Regions from separate parts of the Mus musculus genome. Here regions 1 and 3 are each linked to region 2. Evidence: chromatin contacts called from public HiChIP or PLAC-seq and Micro-C data. All regions are on one chromosome and are shown on one strand. The core of a region is the stretch at or near the end of the contact, and the rest is flanking DNA. Distances in the headings are between cores, read along the strand shown.

What was found. A called contact is a pair of places that touch in the nucleus more often than the background predicts. HiChIP or PLAC-seq counts read pairs in DNA pulled down with a chosen protein or histone mark.
Region 1: a contact with region 2 is called in a Micro-C map of embryonic stem cells, with 3 times the contacts expected there. The contact joins the promoter of Spout1 here to the promoter of Ier5l in region 2. A contact is called at or near these places in 1 of 484 Hi-C or Micro-C datasets (embryonic stem cells), 1 of 115 datasets of contacts at active chromatin or transcription factors (embryonic stem cells) and 1 of 9 other capture datasets (liver).
Region 3: a contact with region 2 is called in an H3K4me3 HiChIP or PLAC-seq map of forebrain, with 5 times the contacts expected there. The contact joins the enhancer-like site here to the promoter of Ier5l in region 2. A contact is called at or near these places in 22 of 39 promoter capture datasets (3T3-L1-derived adipocytes, the C10 cell line, the HPC-7 cell line and 14 more), 3 of 15 datasets of contacts at CTCF or cohesin (CD8 T cells, the NIH/3T3 cell line and large pre-B cells), 19 of 484 Hi-C or Micro-C datasets (the AML12 cell line, the BV-2 cell line, Th1 cells and 12 more), 34 of 115 datasets of contacts at active chromatin or transcription factors (the 230-238 cell line, SST interneurons, Th17 cells and 23 more) and 3 of 9 other capture datasets (adipose tissue, embryonic stem cells and liver).

The regions. Positions count from the first base shown.
Region 1 is chr2:30,176,960-30,181,348 of GRCm38.p6, forward strand. Spout1 (SPOUT domain containing methyltransferase 1) reads right to left here and starts at 1,500. Exons shown (of 12, transcript NM_172660.4): 1 at 1,431-1,500; 2 at 961-1,006; 3 at 634-762; 4 at 364-523. The coding sequence starts at 1,466.
Region 2 is chr2:30,472,423-30,476,377 of GRCm38.p6, forward strand. Ier5l (immediate early response 5-like) reads right to left here and starts at 1,777. Exons shown (of 1, transcript NM_030244.3): 1 at 209-1,777. The coding sequence starts at 1,589. The coding sequence ends at 369. Gm31291 (a long non-coding RNA gene) reads left to right here and starts at 1,886. Exons shown (of 7, transcript XR_003954013.1): 1 at 1,886-2,052; 2 at 2,653-2,856; 3 at 3,947-3,955.
Region 3 is chr2:30,741,662-30,745,588 of GRCm38.p6, forward strand. No RefSeq gene overlaps it. Among named protein-coding and RNA genes, the nearest start is that of Gm39782, 20 kb to the left of the region's middle. Within about 2 kb of position 1,755, at least 196 of the 459 cell types and tissues checked have an H3K27ac peak or open chromatin away from gene starts, as enhancers often do. A contact at or near this core is called in 3T3-L1-derived adipocytes, the AML12 cell line, the BV-2 cell line and 24 more, where this site is marked.

The sequences.
Region 1 (4,389 bases), core at 250-2,749, 300 kb before region 2:
TCTGTAGACCAGACTGGCACTGAACTCTCAGAGATCCACCTGCCTCTGCCTCCTGAGTGCTGGGATGAAAGGCGTGTGCCACCACTGCTCAGCTCAAGTGGCCTTCTGGTCTCCAGAACCACACTGGTGTTTGTACACAAGCACCATAAAGAAATGCTAAACACAACCCAAACCATCCAAGTGCTGAGCCTCAGCACAGACCATGGGCAAAACCCTGAGTCCACTCTCTAGCACCAAGGGTGAGAAAAAGTGAGTCTGCAGCTGCCTTTGAGAGCTCCTTCCAGGCAGCCAGGCAGGTGACAAGGAGCAGGACAAAGCCATGGCCACCCCTGCTGGTCCTCCCCACTCCCCAGAGACTCTCACTTGGTATCTTGGCCCTCCTCATCGAACACCACAATCTCATCCACACAGAAGATGGTGCAGGCTCTGGCGATCTGGCCAGCCAGGTAGGTGCGGAGCTCAGGTGACTGGGCATTGTCCAGGATGGAGCCTGGCAGGGCCACACTCAGAGTGTAAGGCCGTCCTAGCAGGGACAGGGGATGTTCCTGTCAGCCTGACAGGCTGTGGACCTTCCCTCCCTTGCATGTCCCCATGGCTCAGAGATTCAACTTACCTCACGACCCAGCTGCTTACCTTGGTTGCTCCTCTGGGCCGCCGCCTCTTCCTCCTCTTCCTGGCGTTTAGCCTCTTCCTCTTGGGCACGCTGCCGCTCCAGTTTCTTCATTATCTTGAGGTCCTTCCACTTCTTTTTCTCCTCTTTTTCTGGAGAATTATTGGAGGGAAAGGACTTGACATGGGGAGGAGAGTTCCTTCTCGCTGGGCTAGCCTAGGCTCTGGAGAGGCTGCCACCACTCACTTGGATACACTGAGACCCAAAGAGGGCTCGTCGGGCCATTAGCTGGTTTGTGGAAAGGGAGGGCTCAGTGCGCTTGCCCAACCCGGCCTCAGCTTTTTACTTACTCTGCTGTTTCCATTTTCGCCATTCAACCCTTTGGCCATGTTCACCCTGCAAGTAAGGAGGAAGATTGAGAGGCTGACCGGTCACACATAGGAGGGGCGCATCCCATCGGGCCTCCCGCCATCTGACTCTCTCAAACCAGGGTAGAAGTACACAGGGACTCGCCGTGCACAAAGCCTGGGATCAGATCCGGGAAGCTGAGGAATGAATCCCCATTGGGCAAAAGAAGAAACCGAGACAAGGGGAAGACAGGTATGGCCATAAAGTCGCCCTAGGAATCAGAAAATAAGCCAGGAGAGGACTCAAGACACCGTCGCCCCGCGAATGAATGTAGATCGGACCAGCTAACTCTGCAAGCTCAGGCTACGGGAGAGGGGCGAGGGGAGAGGAGAGAGCAGAAGACCCGGGCCGACACCACTGTGACACGCTGCAGATTCCAGGCCTAGCCCGGAACCCATCGGTCCGCACATACCGGACCACACGGACGCTTCCTCGGGCGCTCCGCCATGTTTCCAGGCCCACCGCGCGCCTGCCAGTTAGCCTCGCCTCTTCCGGCCACACCTCCGCGGAGCTGCCCAATCAGAGGCCCAGCGGAGAGTGGGGCGTGTCCTGGGTGCCAGGCTGAGGCGGAGCTCAGAAACGCCACGTGCGAGTGCGGAGGCTGCTGCGTTGGTACCCTGTCTCCAGGGCAACGAGTTCGCAGCACTACGCTGTCCGAACCCAGTAAGGCTCATGTGCCGCCCTTTCCATTGTTAGGTACCCTGGTGATATTTAGCTTCCATGTTTTATGTAAGGGCACCCTATTGGAAATTACAAAAGACTACCTTTATCCAGTTCATTTGCACTTTCTTTTTATTTATCCATTCAGTTTCCTGGGACTCCAGCTAAGGCCCGACGCGTGCTAAATTTAGTGCTCCACCAGTGAGCTATATTCCCAGCCTCGTCCAGACTTTATTCTTTTGGTTTTTTAAAAAGATTTATTTATTATTATACATAAGTACACTGTAGCTGTCTTCAGACGTGCCAGAAGAGGGCATCAGATCTCATTACGGATGGTTGTGAGCCACCATGTGGTTGCTGGGATTTGAACTCAGGACCTTTGGAAGAGCAATTGGTGCTCTTACCCGCTGAGCCATCTTGCCAGCCCCAGACTTTATTCTTTATCAGTTTAATTCATTTGTTTGCATGTAGTACTTTAAATTTTTTAAAAAAGAAATTGATACAGGGTCTTACTATGTAGCTTGGACTGACCTCAAACTCAATCTTCCATCAACCACCTGAGTGCTGTGATTGATTGATTGATTGATTTTTGGCAGCCCTGGATCAAATCCAAGGTCTCCAGCATGCAAATCACTGATCAACATTCTGTGTCTACTTTAAAATCATTTTAAGTAAAGAATGAGAAGATAGGACTGAAAGAAGTCCCTGCAGAAGACTTTTAGCTGCTGCTATAATAGCAGCCATTGTATCTGGCATGAATTCCAGAGGGATTGTACCTAGGGTTTGAAGAAGCCTTTTGTAAAGTTATTGATTGTTGTCTGAGGTTTTATGGGGTTGCTCTTCCAAGGATTCTCAGAGCCTTTGCATAACTTAGTCCTGAGACATACCTGACAAACCAGGATGTCTCCTGGGACTTGCTTAGGTATGCCTGGGAATGTAGGTTATGCCTGAGTATTGCTTAGGTAGGGTTCCTTCAGAGAAGCCTAGATAAGGTAGCAGGTTTTGGTATACAGAAATTGACTTGCTACAAGTACCTTTTGTGTAACAGTAAGGAGGGTCTGCAAAATGGTAAATATGTGAAGTTCAATGCCTGAGAGGATGAGCCCCTGCTGCTGAGAAGCCTAACAGGTCCTGCAGTGTCTCCTTTTCTTTGCTCTCCTGTATAACCCAGAACACCAACAGGTTCCTCCCCAAAAAACTTTTCTGCCTGATAGTTTTATATTAACTTTTTGTTGTTGTTTTTGAAACAGGCCTTAATATATAGCCCTGGCTGTCCTGGAACTTACTATGTAAACCAGGATGCCCTCAAACTCAGAGATCCTCCTGCGTGTGCCGAGCAAGTGCTGGGATTAAAGACTTGTGCCACCACGCCCACCCGGCTTGTATTAACATTTTACAATGATCCGATACTTTGTTACAGTTGAGGAACAATCCTGACACATTATTACCGCCAACTACAGTTTACATCACTCTTTTAGTCATACTTTCTTTTTGTCTGTTTTGCTTGCTTTGGTTTGTTTTTTTGAGATAATGTCCATCCTCCTGCCTTATCCTCCCAGGAGCTGAAATTACAGGTGTGGGGCACCCTGCTGTGTGAATTTTGACTTTATTTATATGAGTGTTTTGTCTGTATGTATGTGTGTGCACCAGAGTCTTGCCTGGTGCCTGAGGAGGCAAATGGATCCCCTGGGACTGAAATTATAGTAGATTGTAAAACACCATGTATGTGCTGGGAACTGAACCCAGGTCTCTGGAAGAAAAACCAGTCATCTTAACCACAGAACAATCTCCTCAGCATCCCAAGTTACTTCTTTGAGGTGCGATGTGGGGAGGCATGGACTGTGAAGCCCACACAGGCCTTCGTAGTGGGGCAATGTAAGAAAGACACCACTCCACGCTAGTACCAGCTACTCTCTGGCCCCAGCAGTCTGGCTGCCTCTATGGCTAGCCCCATGCAGCGTCCATCCATCTCAAAGGTTGTTTGTTTGTTTGTTTGTTTTTTTTTTAAGAATTAGTTATTTATTTTATGTATATGAGTATACTGTAGCTGTCTTCAAACACACCAGAACAGGGCATTGGATCCTATTATAGATGATTGTGAGCCCCATGTGGTTGCTGGGAATTGAACTCAGGACCTCTGGAAGAGCAGTCGGTGCCCTTAACCAGTGAGTCAGACTTTTTTTTTTTTTTTTTTTTTTTTTTTGGTTTTTGAGACAGGGTTTCTCCGAGCAGCCCTGGCTGTCCTGGAACTCACTTTGTAGACCAGGCTGGCCTCGAACTCAGAAATCTGCCTGCCTCTGCCTCCCGAGTGCTGGAATTAAAGGCGTGCGCCACCACACCCAGCTCAGTCAGACTTATATTAGTAAATTTTCAGCTCACAAAATGCCCACATAGTGAACTCAAAACTCCAATGATATAAACACAAGCTACACCCCAACATGGGGCAAATGCACCCTACTTAATATTTAATCGTCTAAGAAATCCCCAGTACTTATGGCTCCCAGGACTGTGTGGTTCTGGCTCCTCTTCCTCTCCTATAGGCTCCATCTTATCTCCTCCTCTCCTTCCCTCCTTCTCTCCCTCTGCACTCTCTGTACTCTCTAAAGTTCTCAGCCCACCTTCCTTTTCCACTGCCCAATCACAGGCTCTCACCTTATCTTGTGCCTGCCCTCACCTGCATATAAACAGCAATCCACAGACCTTAGCTCAGA
Region 2 (3,955 bases), core at 527-3,026:
TTGCGCCCCTGGCGCGCCCGGGCACCCAGCCTCGCCCCCGGCGGCCGGGCACCTCCTCCGGGCAGCAGCCCTGCCTCACGTGGCAGGCTCCTCGCTAAACACCACTGCAATCAGTACAATAAAAAGGGGGGGAAAAGAGTAAGAGAAACACAAAGCATACTTAAATAGGCGCTTTTTCTCTGCAAAAATAAAGTCCAAGATTTTTAGATTTTTTTTTTTTATTTTACAATTTATAAAACATCAGCCTCTGCTCGTCCCCAGCTCAGCCCCGAGTGGCCAGGACCCGCTCGCTCCCTATCGCCCCTTGGCCGAGTCTTTGTCTGGCCCCAGCCCCGCGGGGCCCAGGGTCCCCATGCCCTCGGGGGTCCCTAGAAGGCGACAATGGCTCGAGTCCAGGCGCCGAGGCTGGCGAGCGCCTGCTTGGCGCACAGCTGCCCGTTGAGCGGCGGCGGCTGCTCCGAGGAGTCCGGCTGTCGGCTCACCAGCCCCGAGAAGCCCGAGCCAAAGATGGAGATCAAGTTTGAGATGTTGGACGCGTCCGGGGACGAGTCCGGGCAGAAGTCCTCGAAGCGGGCGCGCTTACAGGGGGCGAATGGGGTACCCCCGGGGGGCTCGGCTCCCAGGTCGCCCGCGTCCTCTTCGTCGTCCTCTTCCTCCTGGCCAGGGTAATACTTGCGCTTGCAACCAGCGGCGGACGCCAGACCGGGTCCCGGAGCGCCCTGGCCACAGCAGGGGCAGTGGGCGGAGGCGCAGCAGTCCTGGTGCAAGTAGCCGTTTTCTACCGTGGTCACCACGTGAGTGTCCAGGTCCAGCACGGTGGTCTGGCTGCTGCAGTGCACGCCGAAGTCCGAGGGGGCCGGGTACGCGCCCCGGTAGAAGCCAGTGGATGAGGAAGGGGCTGTAGAGGCGGGCGGAGAGGAGGCAGCGACGGTCGAAGGGGCAGCCCCCGGAAGCACCGAGGGCGCAGAGCAAGCGGCCGGGACGCGAGGGTCCCGCGGGCAGAGCGCGGCGGGCGCGGGCGGCGGCAGCGGCGCGGGACCCGGCTGCAGCGGCTCCAAGTGCTGCCCGCGGTGGGGCGCGCCGTGCGGCGGCTGGAGCGCAGCGCACCCGGGCAGCTCCGAGAGCGCCCCCGCGCAGCCCGCGGGCGCCCCGGCCACCGCCACCGGCGCCGCCGCCGTGCAGCCCCTGGGCGCCGGGTGTTGGTGTTGGTGCAGCTGCTGCTGGAGGTGCAGCTGGTGAAGCTGGTGGAGCTGGTGCAGCTGGTGCCGGGCAACCGGCTCGCGCGCCTCCGCGTCCCCGCCGCCGCCAAGTTGGAGCGGGCCGAAGTCGGCCGCGCTGGCCGGCATTCCGGGCGCCGCGTAAGCGAGGTGCTGGTGCTGGTGGTGGGGCGGCTGCTGTTGCTGCTGCTGCTGCTGGCGCCGGTAGAGCTCGGCGTAACGCTCGCTCAGGTAGAGCTGGCGCGCGTTGCGGAGCACGTAGGACACCAGGAGGTTCTTGTGCAGCTTGATGCCGCCGCGCTGGGTCCGGGAGCTGTGGATCTTGCGCAGGGAGATGCTGATCAGGCTCTGGGCGTCCAGGGCGCACTCCATGCTCCCGCGGAGACGCGGGCGGCGGAGCAGCCGCCTCTGGTGCTGCGAATGCTGCTCCTTGCGTGTGTCTCCAGTTGGTCGCCCGGGCGAGCCAGGCACAGGGAACCGAGCCCGGGTCGGCGGGTCGGCGACACTCCGAGAGAAGTCGCCACCATGCGTTGCGCGCCACCCGCAGGCTCACGCTCCCCAGACGGCGCCAAAGCAATGAGCCTCCGCCGGCCCCGGCCCCAACTATTTAGCTGGGCAGCAGCGCCCCGCCCCACTGTAGATTAGCCAATAGAAGCGTGTAGAGCCTTCCGACTGACAGCCACTGCCCTCCCCGGGACCACTTGACTGGCCAATCAGACCAAGGCGGTTCCTTTGTGCTATTCAAATAACGAACGGACCCCGGGCCTCCAACGCCGCCGTTGCCTCGAATGTTCTCCTGGGGCCGCGGCACCTCGTGGGACTAGGAGCCTCCGAGGTAGTCTCTCTCAGCTTTGGGTCGCCTCTTGGGAGCCACGTCGAAATTCGTAGCTTTCCTGGACGTGGCTCCTGCGAGCTGGGGGTCGGCTCACCTGAGCGCAGCGGAGATGGCTCCGCCCCCTTCCGCATGGTTGGGCCTCACCTGCGGCAGGTGCGCGCGGTTCCCCCGCTTCGAGCCACGCGGCGCCTCCTCTTTTCCACCTGCCACGGCCGGGGGCAACCTGGGCGAGCTGAGCCTTCTTCCAAGAAAAGCTGAGTGGGGGGCGCACCTGAGAACTAGAGTGCTGTCTTGGAAGAGAGGGTTTGGGGCCTGATTACCTGATGTGTTAGCCCAGGGGCCTCTGGGAATGGTCACGGAAGGGCCTCTCTTTCTGTTTGACTCAAATCCCAGTGATTTTTGATCTCTAGTAGAGAAGCTTTGTGATCGTGAGACTGCCTGGGTGGGGGGTGGGGGTGGGGGTTTGGGCTATGAACCCGCCCCAAGCTTCCTCCTCTTTTGGGAGACCTCTTCTTTCCTGACTTAATATCAATGACAATAGAAGCCCTAAGTGCCTAGCTTGGATCTCTTACCAGAAAAGTCTGAATTTCTCCCTTTAAGGTTCTTGGAGGCCAAGCTTGAGACCGCTTGAGTGGAGCAACCTGTTAAGTTTTGGTCCTTACCCTGAGCCCCAGGAGTACCCAGGCCAAGGACTTCTCCACTTTTAGATTCTTATTCTGAGTTATCTACTGACCAATTGAGGACAGAGAGCAGAAAAGAGAGAAGATGCCTGAGAGTCCCCTTGTACTGAGAAGCTTAAAGAGAGTAAGAGGGCAAGGGTGGGTGTGGGGGGCCCAAGATGCCAGCCGCAAGCCTCATCCACCGCGTTTAAGGTTCCTTTTAGTACTTAGGTCAGAAAATTGGCCCAGGCAGAGTCCAGGGCTGGGCCCTTGAGTGGGACTGGGGGATGGGGGGGGGGGAGTGGGGCTCTTCTGAAACCCTCTGTCTTTGGACCCTCTCAGCAACTCTGCCCCTTGGCCAATGTCTCAAGAAAACCACTCACCAATTGTTTCTGTAAGTGGTGGCAAGTGTCAAAAGCGGGGGACAGTTTGCTCAGGTTTTCAGATGAGGAGGCGTAGTCACTAGCTCCAAAGAGGCTTTGTCTAAGACCACAGGCTCTGGGCACAGTGCTCTGCTCCGTCCGCACCATCTGGGGACATGTAACTGTTAGAACAGCTCTTCTCACCCTGTGTCAGCAAGGCCAGGATTACGTTGTGGGGCTGAGGCTGGAACCTCAGAACAAGCACACGTGGTGGCATTGGGGATGTAACCTCATGCATCCTGGGGGTATAAAGCCGTATCTCTGCCCACCTGAATATCTCAGAAGCTTACAGGTTCAGGAAGGGAGCGGGATGCTCCTACAGCCAGGAGGACTGAGCTGGAACTGGGGGAGTCTGCGGCTCACAATGGATGCTGTCTTTTCCCAGTATTTAGTGAAGAAACTTGAGACTTGAAAGAGGTGGTGGCGGGATTTGAACCGAGTTCTGTAGGTGCCTGGAAATATGTTAGTGGGGCCGAGTACACTTCCTCAGGCCTAGCTCCTGATGAATGATGTAATGCCCCTGCCCCATCCATCCATCCATCCATCCACCCATCTATTTATTTATTTTTTCCAAGTGCCCCAGGACCAGAGTTCTCCAGAGCTCCTGTGGAGGCAAATATCATTCTTGGTTCCATACATTCATAGTCATTCTTAGCGCTGTGACATAGAAGATAGCTCTAAGGACCAGCCTGGGAATCAGAGTGGGAATAGAAGTGGGTGGTGGACTAGGAAATCAGGTCCCTCTTTTGGGCTTGGTATTCCCCCCTCCCCCATCCCTTCCCCAGCCACCACTAAAGGTGAAGTTCTTTTCAGTGGGAATGA
Region 3 (3,927 bases), core at 505-3,004, 270 kb after region 2:
ATTGTGGTTCCACTGGGGCTCCTAGATGGTCTGTCTGTCAGAGAGGTTGTCAGCCAGCTGCTTGGTGGGGGACCACCTCACCCCTGGCCAGGTGTGCTTGGTGGATTTTGTGTTTTAGCCTGCTCCCAAACTTTAGGAAGCAGGTTACTAGAGTCATATATATGTCGTGGAAAGTCAGACTATAGAGTTGAGTAATATATTGGAATTCTTTAATAGAATAGAGGAGCTAGAGGTATAAGACTCCAGTTTTCTGATTGTTTTTGTTTTCTACTTGAGAGAGTTCACATGATAGAAAGGGGTCATGCACCTTGACCATCCACGCTGACAATCCCCTGCCAAGAGAGACCCGAGGCAGAGTTGGGAGGGAGCAGCTAAGGGACACACAGGCCTTGGAAGGCTGCTGTGCAAGTGGGTGTGGGGTGGGCTAGTTAGAGCAGCCTGTTGCTGGAGGAGAAGAAGTGGGGATGGAAGGAGTGAGAGGAAGAGAAGGAGCTGAGAGTCGAGGCTGATATGGGAAGGGGGACTCATTAGCTGGATCAAGGGTCGTGGTAGATCATCTTGTTCAGACTTCACGGCTAGAAGGAGCTGAACAGAGGAACAGGAAGACCAGAAGGGAGACTTGGAGTGAAGATAAGAGAAATGTAAAAACAAAACAAAGAGAAACGTTGGCTGTGGGGAACCTCTCTCCATTTCCCTGAGTGCTGGCAAGACTTGTAAAGGTCCCAAGTAATATTGATATCTAGGGTACCTGTCGGCAGCCCTTTTGATTAATTATCTAAGGGATATTGAGGCCAGATTCAACTGCAAAGGTGGGTAAGTCTAGAGGCCCTCAAGTCAGGAGCTAGGTGGAGAGGCTGGAGGCTATCTAAGAGGAATCCCATGGGTGAGCCCGAACATATGGATGATGCAATTCCCATGAGCGAGGAAGAGAGGAAGGGCCTAAGCCTGAAGTCTAGGGCATTCCTAGGACTGAGTAGGGGACAGGAAGGCCCATGCTATTCCCTGGGTCTTCACTGCATGCTTGAAGGTCAGGACTGGCATCTGGGGAGACAGGGCTTTTACGTGAAGCATAAAGGAGAAAACCAAGTTAAATGTGAAAGCTTTCCCAAGAGAAAGGGCCAACCGTAGCCTTAGAGATCATGGTTAGGGGGACTTCCGCCTCCACAAACACCAGAGGGATGCTACATGCTCAATAGTCTTGCCCTTGGATTCAGGTAAGCAAGTGTTTGTAGGACCAAAGAGGAAACTTAGCAATTACCATAGGTGGATGGGTTGCCCAGCGATAGGTGAGCTATCGAAGGTGGATCTATTGCAGATGGACTGCAGAAAAGGGATAGCATCCAGGGCAGCTCTCTCTCTCTCTCTCTCTCTCTCACACACACACACACACACACACACACACACACACACACACTCACAGAGCTCAAGGTGGGGTCCAGGAGATCCCTATCCAAGTCCCAGGCACCAATGTAAGGGTTTTTGTGGCGATCAGAGGGCCAAGGAATTCAGAAAAATCCAACCATGCACCAGCCCTCATTGGAGAGATTTATTGGGGGGGGCTGCCCCTGAATGGCAATGACAAGGGACAGGCCATGAAAGCAAGGGCCTTATGAAGGTTACAGCACAGGCACACAGGGAGAATGCTGTGGGACAGTGGAAATGTGTCACATTTGGCAGCTGATGATGGTGTGGCCACTGGCGCTGAGTCACTGAAAGTGGCCTGGGAGAGCATGCGGTTCTGGAATGTGGGTGGTTCTCCCCAACAGAAACAACACCCACAGATTGTCCTCTGGCCTCCACATACTCCCCGTGGCCTGGGCACACATAAAGAAATGTTACACCTTTAACCCTAGCACTGGGGAGGCAGAGGCAGGCAAACCTTTTTGAGTTTTGGTCATCTGGTCTACAGAGCTTACATAGCATGTTTCAGGTCAGCCAGGATTGCACAGTGAGACCTTGTCTCAAAGAGGGAGAGGAAGAGGGGGAAGGGGGAGGGACAGGGAGAGGGAGAGGACACAGATGTAGGTACAGAAATGGTAGCTGTCGCTGGGGTGTATCACAGCTGGTACCCTGGGCCATGCCCAGCATGAGTGTGGCCCAGGGCTCCATCCCAGACAAGTCCTCAGAGCCAGGGCTGCTCCAGGACTCTGGCTAAACTACCAAGTAGGTTAAAAACAAGAAGTTCAGGTCTGTTTCCTCCAAATGCACAGGGCTTCTCTGGGTCCTCTGGGCTGGGAAATACAGAGATACAAAGATACTGAGGGGTTTTTTTTGTTTTTTTGTTTTTAACAACAACAAAAACAAAAAAACAGGGCTTCCATCTCTGGCAATGGCTTAGAAAACCCCTTCGCTACAAGTGCTGGTTGGGAACGGTAGCCGGGAAAATATAACAAACACCCTTTTAAATGCATGGCTGAGCTTGCGAGAAAGGCCGGGAACTCCCTAGGGATCTCCACAAAGAAGCTGAAAGCCAGGCAGGAATGCAGAGCCGGCATCGCTGCAGCGGGGGAGGGCCTGGGCCAGCCGCTGGCCGCGCTGGCTTGGGGACTGGAGTTTACAAGTCCCTGTGGGGACTAGAAAGGTGGCAAGTGACGCCCACTCAGAGCTAGACCTGCAGAGCCACACAGTCAGAGCAGGCACCCGGAAGCCTTAGTTTGGGGGCCACTGCCAAGGTCTGAAGAAACAAAACTGCCCTGGAGACTTGGAAAGTCTTGGCCCCCAGGGGTTTAGATTTTAAATTTAGACTCTACTCCTCACACTGCCCTGGAGATGCCCAAAGGAAGAATTTAACACACAAAAGGATCGTTAGACTCTGGGCATAAACAGTGCACAGACTCAGAAAACTGAAACCTTGGCCTTACTCGGGGGTTCCCAGAGATACCTCCTCCCCCACAAGTGAACTCACAAAGGGAAGATTGCAAAACAAAGATGGCCATACCTGGGACCCAGCTGCAAAACCACCCAAAGACTGCTCCAGGAACCTAAGTGGTACAGCCAAGAGCTGGAGACCAGAGAAGAGGTTTGGGTGGATAGGGAGCAGACCTCAGTGATCAGAGCTCGCCTATCACTAGGATTCCTAGAGCTGCAAAGTTAGACACGATAGACAGACAGTTGGATAGATCATAGATAGACAGAGTTAAAACAGCTGAAGACATAACAGTCAATAACAGTTTGTGTCTGGCTTCTACATGGGTGCTGGGATCCTAACTCAGGTTCTCTTGCTGACATCCCAAGCTTTACACCCCCACCCACCCACTCTAGTCACCTCTCCAGCCCCTAGAGTGCAGTGTATGTTATTACTATGAAGATTTATTTATTTATTTATTTGTGTGTGTATGTGTGTGTGTGTGTGTGTGTGTGTGTGTGCTCGTGTGCACATGTGTGTGCAGATACCCATGGAATCCAGAAGAGGTACCAGATGCCCTAGAGACAGATATGCAGATGGTTGTGAGCCTCCTGATGTGAGTAGCTGGAACTTGAACTCACGGCTTCAATGGAGCTGGCTGTAAGCCAGCCTAGCTCCAGTCTCAGTGAGAGATCCTGTCTCAAGAGAATAAAACAAAGAATGATAGACAGAGTGAGATACTCCATGTCCTGTACCTGTGCACACATGTGCATATACCACATACCTACTCTCTCTTATACGAAACAACACCCCCAGAGAGAGATAGACAGACAGACAGACTGTCAGCTCTTCCAGAGGACTCAAGTTTAATTCTCAGCACCCACATGGTGACAAAAAATATCTATATCTCCAGTTCCAAAGGATCCAACACCTTCTTCTGGCTTCCTCAGGCACCAGGCACAAAATCAGCACAGAGACATACATGCAACCAAAACACTCATACACATAAAATAATAATTTTTTAATTAAAACAAAAAAGAAGAAAAAAAGAAGCTCTGAGATGTGTCATAACTCAGAATATC